Linked DNA regions of Sus scrofa: region 2 is linked to region 1. A link is a contact called in public HiChIP or PLAC-seq data. All regions are on one chromosome and are shown on one strand. The core of a region is the stretch at or near the end of the contact, and the rest is flanking DNA. Distances in the headings are between cores, read along the strand shown.

Region 1 (6,846 bases), core at 1,317-3,816:
AAAGGACACGCAAAACAAGTGTGGCGAAATCATGATAATTAATTAGGATGACAGGCATATGAGGAGTCATTATACTATTTTCTCTAATTTTTAGTGCGCTTGAAAATCTTCATACATGATAAAACCCTTGAAAAATTAAAAGCCCCTTGCATTTCTGGAAGGAATACATATGGCCCCTTAGCCACCAGGCACATGAGGTTTGCCTCATATTCTAGGCATTTCATCTCATTTCCAAAAGCGTCCAAGTCAGAGCTGGTGTTACATTTCAGTGAGTCTGCTGTTCTTCCTAGTCCAGCAGAATATGTCATATGACATATTTCAAACATTCCATGATTTCTAGTCGAATATTTGTCAAACCTTAAGTTAGGAAATTGTCATTTTCTGCAATATCACCATGTAGACACTTTTATAACAGACACTTATTTATCAGCGTTTCCAAAAGTGAGGCCAAAAGATAAACTAATGAACCTCCATAACCCACACCAAGTCTAGAAGAAGCCAGACACAAAAGACAACATATTGGAGTTCCCATCATAGCTCAGTGGGTTAAGAACCGGACTAGTATCCATGAGGATGCGGGTTTGATCCCTGGCCTAGCTCAGCAGGTTAAGAATCCAGCATTGCCGTGAGCTGTGGTGTAGGTCACAGACGAAGCTCGGATCCAGCGTTGCTGTGGCTGTGGTGTAGGCCAACAGCTGTAGCTCCAATTCAACCCCTCGCCTGGGAACCTCCATATGCCCTGAGTGCGGCCCTAAAAAGAAGATTTTTTTAAAAAGTGAGTTAGTTTAAATAATTGATTGAAATAAATCAGGTTAATTAATTCACATCATTAAGTTAAATAAAAATGATTATATGAACAACTCCTAAGTTTTGGTAAATGCTAGTCTAGGTCATTGACTCCTAGGTGACAAAACCCCAAGTCTGTGTGTTTCAATCTCAGGATCAGATACAAAGATTAAGTGGGATAATGTTGATGAAATGCTTTGTAAATTGCCAACGCTATACTAACAAGAGAAGAAGGAATGGCCTACCTAAGCTGCTTCTATTTTAATATAAAAGTCATCCTAAGTAGGTTATGACAGATAAGAGATTCTTCAGGTGGGGCAGGTGTAATTTAACCAGTTGCCCAGCTTCCCTCCTCTGGGGTTTCACTTTCTCTGATAGCTTCTTCCTTCATGTAATGCCCACCCTAAACCACCGGGTGGTGGGTCCTTATCTTCACGCTCAAGAGTGCCCCCCTGGTTCCCTTCCTCCTCCTCTCACCCTTCTCCCAAGGCAAGAAGCTCTGCTATGGAAACTTCTGCCAGATTGGGGCGCAGCACCTGCAAGCCCTCTCCTGGTAACATTTGGCACAGCTGAGATGAATTGGCTTTTTGTGTGTGCGCTTTTTAGGGCCGCACCGGCAGCATATGGAGGTTCCCAGGCTAGGGGTCAGATCGGAGCTGTAGCCGCCCACCTACATCACAGCCACAGCAGTGCCAGCTCCTTAACCCACTGAACAGGGCCAGGGATCAAACCGGCTTCCTCATGGATGCTAGTCAGGTTCGTCAACAGCTGAGCAATGACGGGAACTCTGGTGTTTTGAAGCTTTACCAGATATTGTGGGAGAAAAGCCCCCACAAAAATAGTCAGGGTTTTTAATTGCAGAGTTAGTTGGGAAGACCAAAAAAAAAGCTCCCCCATCCCCACTCCTATATGAGTTCCTAAACTTCTCCCTCTTACACACCTTTTTCTTTCTAAGGAAGCAAGACTTCCCCACCTTTCAAGGAAACAACGTTTGCCCAGTGGTGTCAGTTCCATGCCCCAAAGAACAAAGCAGCCGCAGTATTCTAAGTGCTCATCCCCACAGAAACCCTTTTCCCTCTATTCCCACTGGGCCAAGGGTAGTTTGTTTTCAACGACGTAGTGATAGTGTTGCTGTTGTTTTTATTAATTTTGTGCCATTAGTTTGGGTATTTAATAAATTTAGGGACTTTTGGGGTATCTGAACGTTCTGGTAAATTCTCTGTATTTCAGCTATGCCCAAGTTGCAAAGACCATGACAACAACAGGAAGGTAAGGCCCGCATCTCCCTGCCTCACGGGTGCACAATGCTCTCCCACAGTTTGTTTCATCTCCTGCCAATTCTAAAAGGGTACACAAGGCAGATGCTATTGCCTCTTGCCCCCAGGTGCGAAGGGCGAAGGAAGACACAGCTTGCTAGGGGATGACTGAGCCTGAACTGACATCTGGGCTGACCTAAGTGCATTCCTCTTTATTCCAAATACCTAGGTGGAATCGCCCTCTGGGCAAGTAAGAGCTGAGCGCCGACTCCCGGCGGGGGAGGGGTGGTTAGCCCTGGGGGGTGAGGGCTTTGCCCCCTCCAAAGCCCGGGTTGTCCTGGTGTTTTGACCCAGCCAAGTTGAGGGTGTCAGGTGTAGCCCGTTTGCTGGGGCCCTTGAGCGTTTTCCTGAGTAGTTGCCTCGATGTGCCGGCGACCGGGAAACCACCGAGACCGAAAAGGAAAATGAGAAAACGCAAAGCACGTGGCGTCCAGGAGCTCACTTTCTTGGCCCTTCTCCCGACCCGTAGCCGCGCCCGATGACGCCTGCGTGGACGGCTCGCCTATAAAAGCTCGGCTCGCCGCGTCTCGTCGCCGCAAGCGCTTCCTGTTTGCGGGCGTCCGTCGTCGTCGCCGGTCGGGAGCCGGAGGGGCCGTGAAGATGGCGTCGACCAGCCGGTGAGCCTGCGGGGGGCCGGGCAGCCGAGGCCGGGCGGCGGGCGGGCCCCCAGGGCCGGGGTGCGGGGACAGGCGGCGGGCGGCCGGCCGCCGGGACAAAGGCGCTTCCCGACGCGGGGGCGGCGCGGGGTACCGGCCGCCGGCGCTTCCCTGTCTGGGGCTCCCGGGTCCCGGCCCCGGCCTCGCGTCCTCTGCAGCTGGTCCAGCCGTCCTGTCTTGTTCGGCTAACTTCTTGGCCTGTTTTCCGTCTGCGGCTCCACCAGCCCGAGGGGCCGTGACTCCTCCTCCCCGAAGAGCGGGAAGGGTCAGGTCCAGGCCGCCGGCGACCTGACAGCCGGAGGGTTGGGGCGGACGGCCGTCCCTGGCGTCCCGCAGGTGCGCGGTGGGAGCCGGGGCCTTTCTGAGCGAGGCTGCGTTCTCTCGTGGGAGGCTCCTGTCCGCACGTCTTCTGCGTTCTGCTCCGGAAAGGCTTGCCTGCGGAAGACGACCGACGTGTGCGGGGAAGCCTCTCTTCTGTAGGTTTTGAGCGTGGTGTAGTCCAATCTGCAGGAAATGGATGCAGTGCCATGGAGACGGCCCTTAGTCCTGTGACCTGAGAAATGCTTGCAGACCCTAATTGCCTCCCTCGTGACCACTGTGAGGTAGATACTAGGGTTTGTGCCCAAGCGTAAATACACCGAGTCGTACCAGTGGTGTCTCTTCCGAGGTTAATGTGAGAACAGTGTAGCGTCTCTTTTCTGTTACCGTACTTGGCCTCTCGTTACTCAGAATGTATTGAAAGTATCAAATCCAGTTCTGTAGCTTCTAGAAGACAGGCACCTCTGGCATGATTTTTCTGAGCTTGGTATCGTCTGTGGCGTTGAATTCCCTGTGAAAGCCATTATCACAAAATAGGAAGCTGGAGAAATCCAGGCCCTTTCTGGTGACGGCCAAGGCCCATTACTTTTTGTTGCTGTATTTCAGCAAGGAGGGAGGAGGAGAGGGCTTTAGCTAAAACAACTGGAGGCAGCTCTCAAAGCCAGTGACACTTGTTTACTGATTGTACTTCTGGGATTGAACGTTCTGTCTGGGTGTGGCTCTGTCAGGTAAGGCTTCCTTGTAGGTAAATGGAGAACGAGCTTCCCAAAGACACCTGAAAACAGCTGACAGTCTGCTGGGGCAGTCGGTGGGAAAGGGGGTCACAGTGGGGCTTTTGTAGATAACAGAGCAGAAACTTGTGTTTGAAGGAAATGTTGTAGCAGCTGGATGCAGCACATTCACTGGATGGATTTTTTACTGAAAGAACACATGGCACGTGTCCTCTCTGTGCCCTCATTGTCTCCATTTGTTAAAAACGTCCTTGAAATACGTTTCTCGGGGCATGTCCGGATCTTAAATATGTCATTGCGGTTGTCTGTCTCTCCATATACCAGTGAGAACAAAGGTAAATGTTAGGATTTGTGCTGTGAGCTTTTCCCTGAGGAAGATGTACAGGTACTGGGCTCTGGAACGGCCTGCTGTCTTCAAAGCGGAGAACAGAAATACTCTGAGTTCAAAGCTACACTTTACCACTTACTGATTCTGTGACTTCAGGAAAATCGTTCTGTGAGCATTGTTTTTAAAGTGGGGATATTGTGGGAGTTCCCGTTGTGGCTCAGCGGAAAGGAATCTGATCTGTATCCGGGAGGACGCAGGTTCAATCCCTGACCTTGCTCATTGGGTTAAGGATCCCGTGTGCTGTGGCCGTGGTGCAGGCCGGCAGCTGTAGCTCTCGTTGGACCCCTAGCCTGGGAAGCTCCATACGCCGTGGGTGCAGCCCTAAAAAGACAAAAATCAAGTGGAGACATTGCTTAATTTGCAGGGTTGCTGTGAAGATGAGTAATCTGTGTACAGTACTGGGCACACAGTAGGCCTCCCGAAAATACTGGAGAGTGCAGTTGGGAGCTGCCTGGCTCCTTAGGTCGCCTAATTGTTCCAGTGTCAGTGGGGGCAGTTTGCTGGATTCTTCCCTCTTGTGCCCCCTTTGTCCTCCCACCACCCCACTCTTGAGGTTCCTCATTTGTTACCCTGGTGGGTAGTTTGTTTAGAAGTGGACTGTTTCCAGTAGTTTCATTTTATTTTGCGTTGAGTAACACACGTGCGAATTGTACACACCCAAGAAGAGTGAGCAGCAGCTTCCTTCCTTCCTGAGCTCCTGGCTCCTAAGTCTTCTCCAGAGCAGCCCTTGTAGCCAGTTGCTCCGAGTTTTCCGAAGGATTCTGTGCTTTAGCAAACGTGTAGTCCTAACCTGTGTTCCTTCCAAAGAGCAGTCGAAGAGGAACGCTCTCTGCCCCTTTGCTTTTCACCTGAGAAGAACCACAGCCTGACTTCGAACACCATAGATTTGTTTTACCCGATGGAAGCTTTATGTATAAATGCACGTGTCGTCCCCTGTGGGGGTCTTTTGATCAGCATTTTGAGATTCATTCATGTTATTTCGTGTAATTGTAGTTACGCTTTTTTCACTTTCTATAAAATCTCTGCAGTGCTCTTTCCGCTTAGCCCATCTTCGACATGTTTTATATCATTTTTATATTCATATATGTGCATGTGATATTCTCTCTGCCATTTAATAGTGCAGAATGTGTCGGTCCCATGTATGCTGTGTGTCACAGCTGCCCATTTTATACATTTGTAATTTCTGTTCTCTGCCGACGTTTCCTTTGACAACCTTTTATAATTATGCCAATTTCTTAATATTTTATTTGTTACAATTTATTAAAATATTTTCCTAATAGGAATTTATGGAATAAGCATGAATATAAAGCAAACTTCCATCCTTTATTTTCCCAGTGAAAAGACCTGTTTTGGTTAACCTGATTATATAAATTTTTGGAATGTGGATTATTTTATCAATTTTTTAGCGGGAATTACCTGTTATCTTTGATTTGTTTGATCTTTTGTCCTTTTAGGGCCGCACCCAAGGCATATGGAGGTTCCCAGGCCTAGGGATCTAATCAGAGCTGTAGCTGCCGGCCTGCACCACAGCCACAGCAACATGGGATCCAAGCCACGTCTGCGACCTACACCACAGTTCACGCCGGATCCTTAACCCATTGAGTGAGGCCAGAGATCAAACTCGAAACCTCATGGTTCCTAGTTGGATTTGTTTCACTGCGCCACGATGGAAACTCCAGAAGTACCTCTGTTGAGAGTTAACATTCTGAATTGTACTTGGTAGTTTGAGAAACTATCCAAATTCACAGATACCTGTTTAACATGGTTTCAGAATGGTTGATGTTGTCTTTTTACATGTGTATTTGTGATGGCTAAAACATAACTGTTCTATAGTATTTCAGGTGGGAACTTTTAAAAAGGGGTTATTTTCAATGATAGCAGACATTTTATGATTGTAAGGTCACATCCCCAGAAATAATTAAGAAACGTAAGTTAATGGAGTTCCTGTCGTGGCTCAGTGGTTAACGAACCCAACTAGCATCCACCAGGACGTGGGTTTGATCCCTGGCCTCGCTCAGTGGGTTAAAGATCCAGCTTGCTTGGAGTTCCCGTCGTGGCACAGTGGTTAATGAATCCGACCAGGAACCATGAGGTTGCGCGTTCAATCCCTGGCCTTGCTCAGTGGGTTAAGGATCCGGCATTGCCGTGAGCTGTGGTATAGGTTGCAGACGAGGCTCGGATCCCATGTTGCTGTGGCTCTGGTGTAGACCGGTGGCTACAGCTCCAATTCGACCCCTAGCCTGGGAACCTCCATATGCTGCGGGAGCGGCCCAAGAAATGACAAAAAAAAAAAAAAAAAAGATCCGGCTTGCTGTGAGCTATGGTGCAGGTCGCTGACTCGCCTCAGATGCCACATTGTGCCATAGGCCGGTGGCCACAGCTCTGATTTGACCCCTAGCCTGGGAACCTCCATATGCCACGGGTGTGGCGCTAAAAAGAGGAAAAGACCCCCCCCAAAAAAAAATGAGAAATGTGTGTTAAATGTCTTTGTTCTTTTTTAAAACTGACTCTCTTGGGTCATTTAAGGCTGATCTGTCTTCCCCAAATTGACTTATTTTCAAAATATAATAATCGAGCAAATTCACAGATAGATTTAAAAGTAGCTTTTTTTTTTTTTTTTTTTGTCTTTTGTGTTGTTGTTGCTATTTCTT
Region 2 (6,846 bases), core at 1,403-3,902, 190 kb after region 1:
AGCACTAAGAATTTCATATTAAACAACTTTTCAAATTAAGTAAGTTCAAACAATTTAGAAGGCTTTTAAAAATTGGTTCTCCAAACAAGCTCAATAAACATTTGGTTACTATAGTCTAGTTTCATAATCCAATGAAATGATATATATTTTATGAAGCAAATTTTATCATGGTTTATCTTGAGTGATAATACAAATAATGTTCTCAATTATTTTAATAAACAAGATAAAGTTCAAATGCAGTAACTTTTATTAGAACTGGGAGTCAAATACACAGAAAAATGCCCTGGATATACATGACAACCTGTAAGGTAACATCTAATAAAAACAACTGTTTTTTTTTGGAGGGGGTTACATTTTAGTTTATTTAAAGTTCAATTTTATTTTTTTCCTTCTAACTTGTTTTCTTTTTCTTTTCTTTTTTACATTTTTAAGTGATTTTTATTTTTTCCTTTGTAGTTGGTTTACTAAAAGTCTAACTTTAGATTGGATGTTCCCCTGGTTTGGTCCCGTTTTAAAAATACTTACATTTAAATTTTCCTATTTATTTGACTTGCCTTTTTGTTATTGTAAAAAATGATCTTATTAAAAGGTCCTAAATGTTGTATTTTAATATATATGAAAATAAAATTTCACATTCGGTGTCAAAATGTGTTTTTGTGTCAACTTTCTATAAAATACAAATAAGGACGCCAAATACTTTGATTCTGAAGCCAATCCGCTCCAAAAAATTAAAAAAAAGGTCCTGTCATTTTCATGGCTTCTTCTCAGTCAGAAGTTTGCTTTTCATATTTCAAGACTGCAATGGAAAGCACTTTGGATGTGCCTCAAACGTCAGTTTAAAAGCTCTTGTAAAGTAATAATACAATAAATTCCATTCATTTAGCAAACTGGTATGCTGTAAGACCTCCTTACAAAAGGCCAAGTGTAATTACAACAGTATATAGCAACATGTTCAACGATACGAAATTCAGCTTTGCATCTCCAAAGGATTCCAAATTTGCAACAATGCATTGACATACCTTGTTGAAATCTATTTTTATGGAGGAAATATCAACTATTATAACAATGCTTGCAAGCTCACAATAAACCAAGCTAATATGGGGATTTATCGAAAAATACATTTAAACAGCAAAAAATTAAGAAGCAACTGAATTGTGACATCATCAAGAATCAACTCTTCGGAGTGTCCAGATTCAGGCTTCTTTAAAAAATTAACTGCCCAACGCACAAGAAGAAATGTAAGGAAGCTATTTTTTCCCTTCTCTTAATTCCCATCTCAGCCTTCTAGCAGCTAGAAGACGACTATATTTAAACAAACCAAAAATAAGTTTAAGTCAAAGAACCAGCATGAAACTTTAATCCAGATGCAAACATCTCTTGTACACTCCCAACTAATGAAAAACAAACCCAACAAGGTAGCGCATGTACTCTATACATCAGAGAGACCTAAAAACAAAAAATCATGCCTACATCATGAAATATTTGGCTGCAAAATGTTAGGAATAACATTGCTACTCGACGTGGACTTAACTCATTAAGGGATCTATTCTGTCCTCATCTTCTGCAAGCATGTGGTGCCCAACATTCTCCCTCCGTCGACTGCTCTGTACTTTGTAAACAACTTCTGTAGCTCTTTCTCTGCTCTTCAAACAGGAGGGAAAATGAAAGCCTGAAAAGCATCAGCATCCGAGCTTCCGGATCTGAGCCGGGAGTAGCCGAGGAGTGGACCGAGAGTACCTACCCCTTGGTTTAAAAAAGCAAATAAAAAACGAAAGGAAAGGAAACAAGGGTAGCCCTCAAAAGCGAAGAAATCGAGTCCGCGAAGAGGGCTGGGGAAGCGAAGCAAGCGTTTGGAGAGACACGTTTCTACTTTTTTTCTCTTCTTAAGAAACTTGTCCGGGGGCTGGCAGTTGTGGGGGCGCTCTTTGTGCGGAGTCGGAGGGGAAGGGGAGGGACGAGCCCACAGCTCCAGTCATTCAAAGGCGTTTAAGGAGCGGAGTTCCAGGGACGGGCGGGGCGGGGCCGGGGTGGGGGGCGCCGGGGTGTCCGCGGGCGGGCGGCCCTGACCCCGCGGAGCGCACCGGCCGCGCCACGGGACCCCGGGGGCGGGCACGGGAGGGGCGGCGCGCCGGGCTCCGGCTCCCGCGGGAAGCGGCTCCGGGGCCGTCCGGGGGCGCCCGCACCGGGCGGGCTGGGGGCGCGGCGGCCGCACGGCTCCCCTCGGCCCGACCCCGCGCCGGGCTCTGCCCCTCCTGCCGGCGCCCGGGCCGCGGCCCTTACCTGCAGCTCGGTGAGCAGGATCTCCCCCCGCTCGGGGTGGGACGCCATTGCTCCGCTCCGGACTCCGCACCTGGCCGCGGCCGCCGCTGGCGAAGGGAGAAGGCGGGACGGGACCGGAGGGCGAGGAGAGCCCTAGGGCTTCATGGAGGCGCAGCCCCGGCTGGAGGCGCGGCTCACTCCGCCGCGGTCATGGAGAGCGGCGGGGAGCGGGGCACTCGGAGCGGGCTCCCCTCGCCGCCCGCCGCCGCCCGCGCCGGACAGTCTGGCTCAGTCGCTCCCTCCGGGCGACGCCAGGAGCCGCCTCAAGCCTCTGGGTCCGGGGCGGTGCGGCCGCGGCGGCAGCTCCTCCTGTCGCACCATTTGGCTGTCACCGCGTCGCAAAAGCGGCCTCACTTGGCGGCTGCCCGGGCACGTGATGGGCGCGAGAGGCGGGGCTGCTGGGACCCGGGGGCGGTGCGGCGCGGGGGGCGGGGCGGGGCGGAGGGGACCCCGGGGGCGGGGGCGGGGCGGAGGGGGACCCTGGGGCGGGGGCGGGGCGGCGCGGAGGGGGACCCCGGGGCGGGGCGGGAGCGGCGCGGGGGGCGGGAGCGGCGCGGGGGGCGGGAGCGGCGCGGGGGGCGGGGCGGCGCGGAGGGGGACCCCGGGGCGGGAGCGGCTCGGGGACCGGTGGCGGGGCGACGGGGACCCCGGGGACGGGAGCGGCGCGGGGCGGGGCGGCCGCTGTCGGCTCCTCGGCGGGGCTGCCATTGGTCCCCGCTGGGGTGAAAATGAGGGGAAAGGACTGGGCTCGGGACTCCCGGGGGGCGGGAAGTGGAAGAAGAAAACACACGCCCGCTTTCCTGCTGCGTTTAGCGGCCTCCCCGTGAACGCTGGAAAGCGGGAGCCTACTGCTGCTCTCATCTCCCAGGGCCTCTTTCTCTTTTCTTGCCGAAATTTAGGCCCAACGTAAGCGGACCCCTCTCTAACTCCGCAATCCACGCACACCTCACGGATTACTCCCCTCCCGCAGCAACCCAAACTGTTAATCTTGTCTTCCGCTCGCTCCCACCCCCAGCGCGCCTTTGCGACCAGTAAGGTACAGTGCTGGCTCAGCTGGGGTGCGGTCTGAACCCTTCAAGAAAGGTTAGCGGCTCGCGATCTTTGGCCACTTTCATGCGCAGGTTTTAAAGATGCCTCTTCCCAAGCGCTGCACCACATTGTTTAGACTATGGTAATCCCCTGAGTTTAGAATTTAATTAGCTGGCTTCTTGAATTGTTTTACTGAATTTAAAGCGAAGGAGATCGGGCGGCATTAGCCCCACGATTGAGAAAGAGCCAGTTTTCCCTGGTCTAGTAAACATGCAAACTAGCCTGTGTGTTAATAACATATAGCTAAGTAGTCTAAGTTTGGATTTCGGAAATGACACTATCATATTCAGGAATGTCGATAAAGTCTCCAACCCATAGCTTTTGTTTTGACTGAGCCCTGAATGGATATTCTAGGCAACTGTTTAACTTTTGATTATTTGAGCCTGAGATACAATGGCTTTGTTAAAAGCTACTTAGAGAAAGTGATAGGGATTGTTTAGATAGCCACCTGAAGAATGGCTGGCGTCGGTGCACTTCTGAAGAAGTGTACAATCATAAACTTCTCTTACACTCCGTGTAAGATCTGTTGGGCTAATGCTAGGACTTATGTTTATCTTTTTGTCTTCTAAAGTCTAATGCATTTGTTTGAGAAACATTTCTTGAAGATCTGAGAGTTCTGTAACTCCCACTCATGTGGTAAAATTTTTCTGGTGAGTATCTTAAAAGTTTTAAAACTGTTTGTATGTTTCATACATTAGCGTGGTTGAATAGGATAATTAAAATATATAACAACACTTGGGAGAGCCAGGATATAAATGCCCTCCTAGTGTTCTAGGCCCTGGAGCTATAGCTAGAATTAAAAAAAAAAAAAAAAAAAAAAAAGAGTCCTTGTCCCTGGAGTGATTGAGTCCTTTGGAGAAACAGACTCTGTCCAAACAGCTATAATTCAATTTTAAAAAGTAGTCACAAAATACTAGGGCACCACTGCATTCGAATACACACACACACACACACACACACACACACACAGTGTGTGTAAAAAATACACATAAAATTTGCCATTTTAACAATTTTAGGTATACCGTGCAGTGGCATTAAATGCATGCAGAGGTATTTTGCTTCTTTTTCCTTTGCTTTACCCCAGAATATATTTGAGATGGCTGACACACATAGTAGGTGCTTAATTTAATGATGTAATTAAAAAGCATCCCATGTAAGTAGTTAGAAATTTAGTCAGTAAGGGAGTTCCTGTCATGGCTCAGCGGTTAGCAAACACGACTAGCATCCATGAGGACACAGGTTTGATCCCTGGCCTAACTCAGCGGGGTTAAGGATCCAGCGTTGCTGTGAGCTCTGGTATAAGTTGCAGACACGCTGGGATCCTGAGTGGCTGTGATGTAGGCAGACAGCTGTAGCTCCAATTGGACCCCTGGCCTGGGAACCTCCATATGCCGCAGGTGCAGCCCTAAAAGGTTAAAAAAAAAAAAAAGAAAAGAAAGAAAGAAAATAAATTTAGTCGATAAGCATTGTTTTAAAAATAAATTTAGATATGAGAAAAATGTTCACATTTTAGTACCATGGAACTTTAAAATGAGAGAAGACTTAAAATGTCTAGTCCGGGATTTCCCGTCGTGGCGCAGCAGAAATGAATCTGACCAGGAACCATGAGGTTGCAGGTTTGATCCCTGGCCTTGCTCGGTGGGTAAAAGATCCGGTGTTGCCGTGAGCTGTGGTGTAGGTCACAGACGTGGTTCAGATCCCACGTTGCTGTGGCTGTGGTGTAGGCCGGCAGCTACAGCTCCAATTGGACCCCTAGCCTGGGAACCTCCACATGCCGCGGGTGTGGCCCTAGAAATACAAAAAGAAAAAAAAATGTCTAGTCCAACTCTTTTTCTAGGTAAAAGAAAATAAGCCGTAACTTCCTTAACTAATGAGGAGCATGGCAACATTATTACCCAGTTGCAGAGATGGAAACTGGAATTTAAATCTCCCAGCTGCCAATGCTGTGCTTGTTCAAACCTATACCATATGCTGCTCTAAGTACGTTAAATTGACTCATTTAAACTGAACTCAAGGCATTATAGTCTTTTGAATTTTTTACTATAGAAGAAGACTTAGGTAGTTCTTGTTGTGGCTCAGCCGTAAGGGGCGACTAGTATCCATGAGGATGAGGGTTCAATCCCTAGCCTTGCTGAGTGGGTTAAGGATCAGGCATCGCCCTGAGCTGTGATGTGTCACAGATATGGCTCGGATCCCGTGTGGCTATGGCTGTGGCTGTGGTGTAGGCCGGCAGCTGCAGCTATGATTTGACCCCTAGCCTGGGAACTTCCATATGCCAGGCTGCGGCCCTAAAAAGACAAAAAAAAGAAAAAAGAAAGATGGGAGTTCCCGTTGTGGCGCAGTGGTTAACGAATCCGACTGGGAACCATGAGGTTGCGGGTTCGATCCCTGCCCTTGCTCAGTGGGTTAAGGATCCGGCGTTGCCGTGAGCTGTGGTGTAGGTTGCAGACGCAGCTCAGATCCTAAAAGAAAAAAAAGAAAGAGACTTCAAACTTTACATATTGCTAGTGCCAAAACAAGTATTGATGGTCATTTTAATTTTATATATCACAAGTAAATGTAAGCAATCAGCTTCCATTAAAACATAAAAATGGTTTAAAGTCACAGGAATTATTTCTGAGATTAGTTATGTTGGAGAAAGTAGTACAATACAAAGGGGGACCAAGACATAAAAACTGCTTGAGAATCTGGGCGATGTGATGATTTGAACAGTAAATTAGCTCAAGCTGAAAACCACTACCCAGATCACAGTTCGTGTTCAGGGGGAAAAAAGAACAAGTAATTGGATATGGAACACATTTGTCCAAATGGAGCACACCTGGAGTTTTAGTGGAAATGCGTCAGGTTGATTTAGATGAGCTGTGTTCAGTCCCTATCCGCAGAAGTTTTTAGGGAATCCTTAGTTCACTTCCAGTTATGTTCTAATTTATATTTTAAAAGAATAATTTCCACATAAGAAATTAAAGACCTTAAAAAACCTGACTTGTACCCCTAGTTTTACAGGAGGTTCTTTTAAATTTTCCGTAGATATTTTAAAGTCTTTAAGGAATAGAAATGATCAAACATATAGTAATAGTTTTAATTAACAGTAACTAGGAAATGTCTTCTATTTTCTCTTTTAAGAAGGAAGAAATGTTCCAGGAAAAAAAAACCTAGGAGACCTCAATTATCTTTTGTTGTTTTCTGTGCTGTTGGTGAGAAAGAAACATTCAGACGTTCAGATGATAAGGCTTCTCTTTTCCCTTAGATCCCAAGTGAAATGAGAACTGTACATCCAGGGAAAGGGTCAGAAACTTGTATTTTGTGAGCCACACTGTTTTCATCGCCTTGCATTTTACAGTTCTCTTTTGTTCTTAATATTTAGTAAAGCATCTTTTGAAATTCTAGCTTATCCCAACCTCATTATGGAGCATCCAGGAATGGGTTTCTTGGTTTTGC

The links. HiChIP or PLAC-seq counts read pairs in DNA pulled down with a chosen protein or histone mark.
Region 2: an H3K27ac HiChIP or PLAC-seq map of alveolar macrophages shows a contact between it and region 1. The contact joins the promoter of PKN2 here to the promoter of GTF2B in region 1. A contact is called at or near these places in 2 of 5 promoter capture datasets (fetal liver and liver) and 2 of 2 datasets of contacts at active chromatin or transcription factors (alveolar macrophages and skeletal muscle).

The regions. Positions count from the first base shown.
Region 1 is chr4:127,520,236-127,527,081 of Sscrofa11.1, forward strand. It overlaps GTF2B (transcription initiation factor IIB), which reads left to right and starts at 2,567. Exons shown (of 7, transcript XM_001929406.6): 1 at 2,567-2,719. The coding sequence starts at 2,703.
Region 2 is chr4:127,707,330-127,714,175 of Sscrofa11.1, forward strand. It overlaps PKN2 (serine/threonine-protein kinase N2), which reads right to left and starts at 2,653. Exons shown (of 22, transcript XM_021090332.1): 1 at 2,281-2,653. The coding sequence starts at 2,328.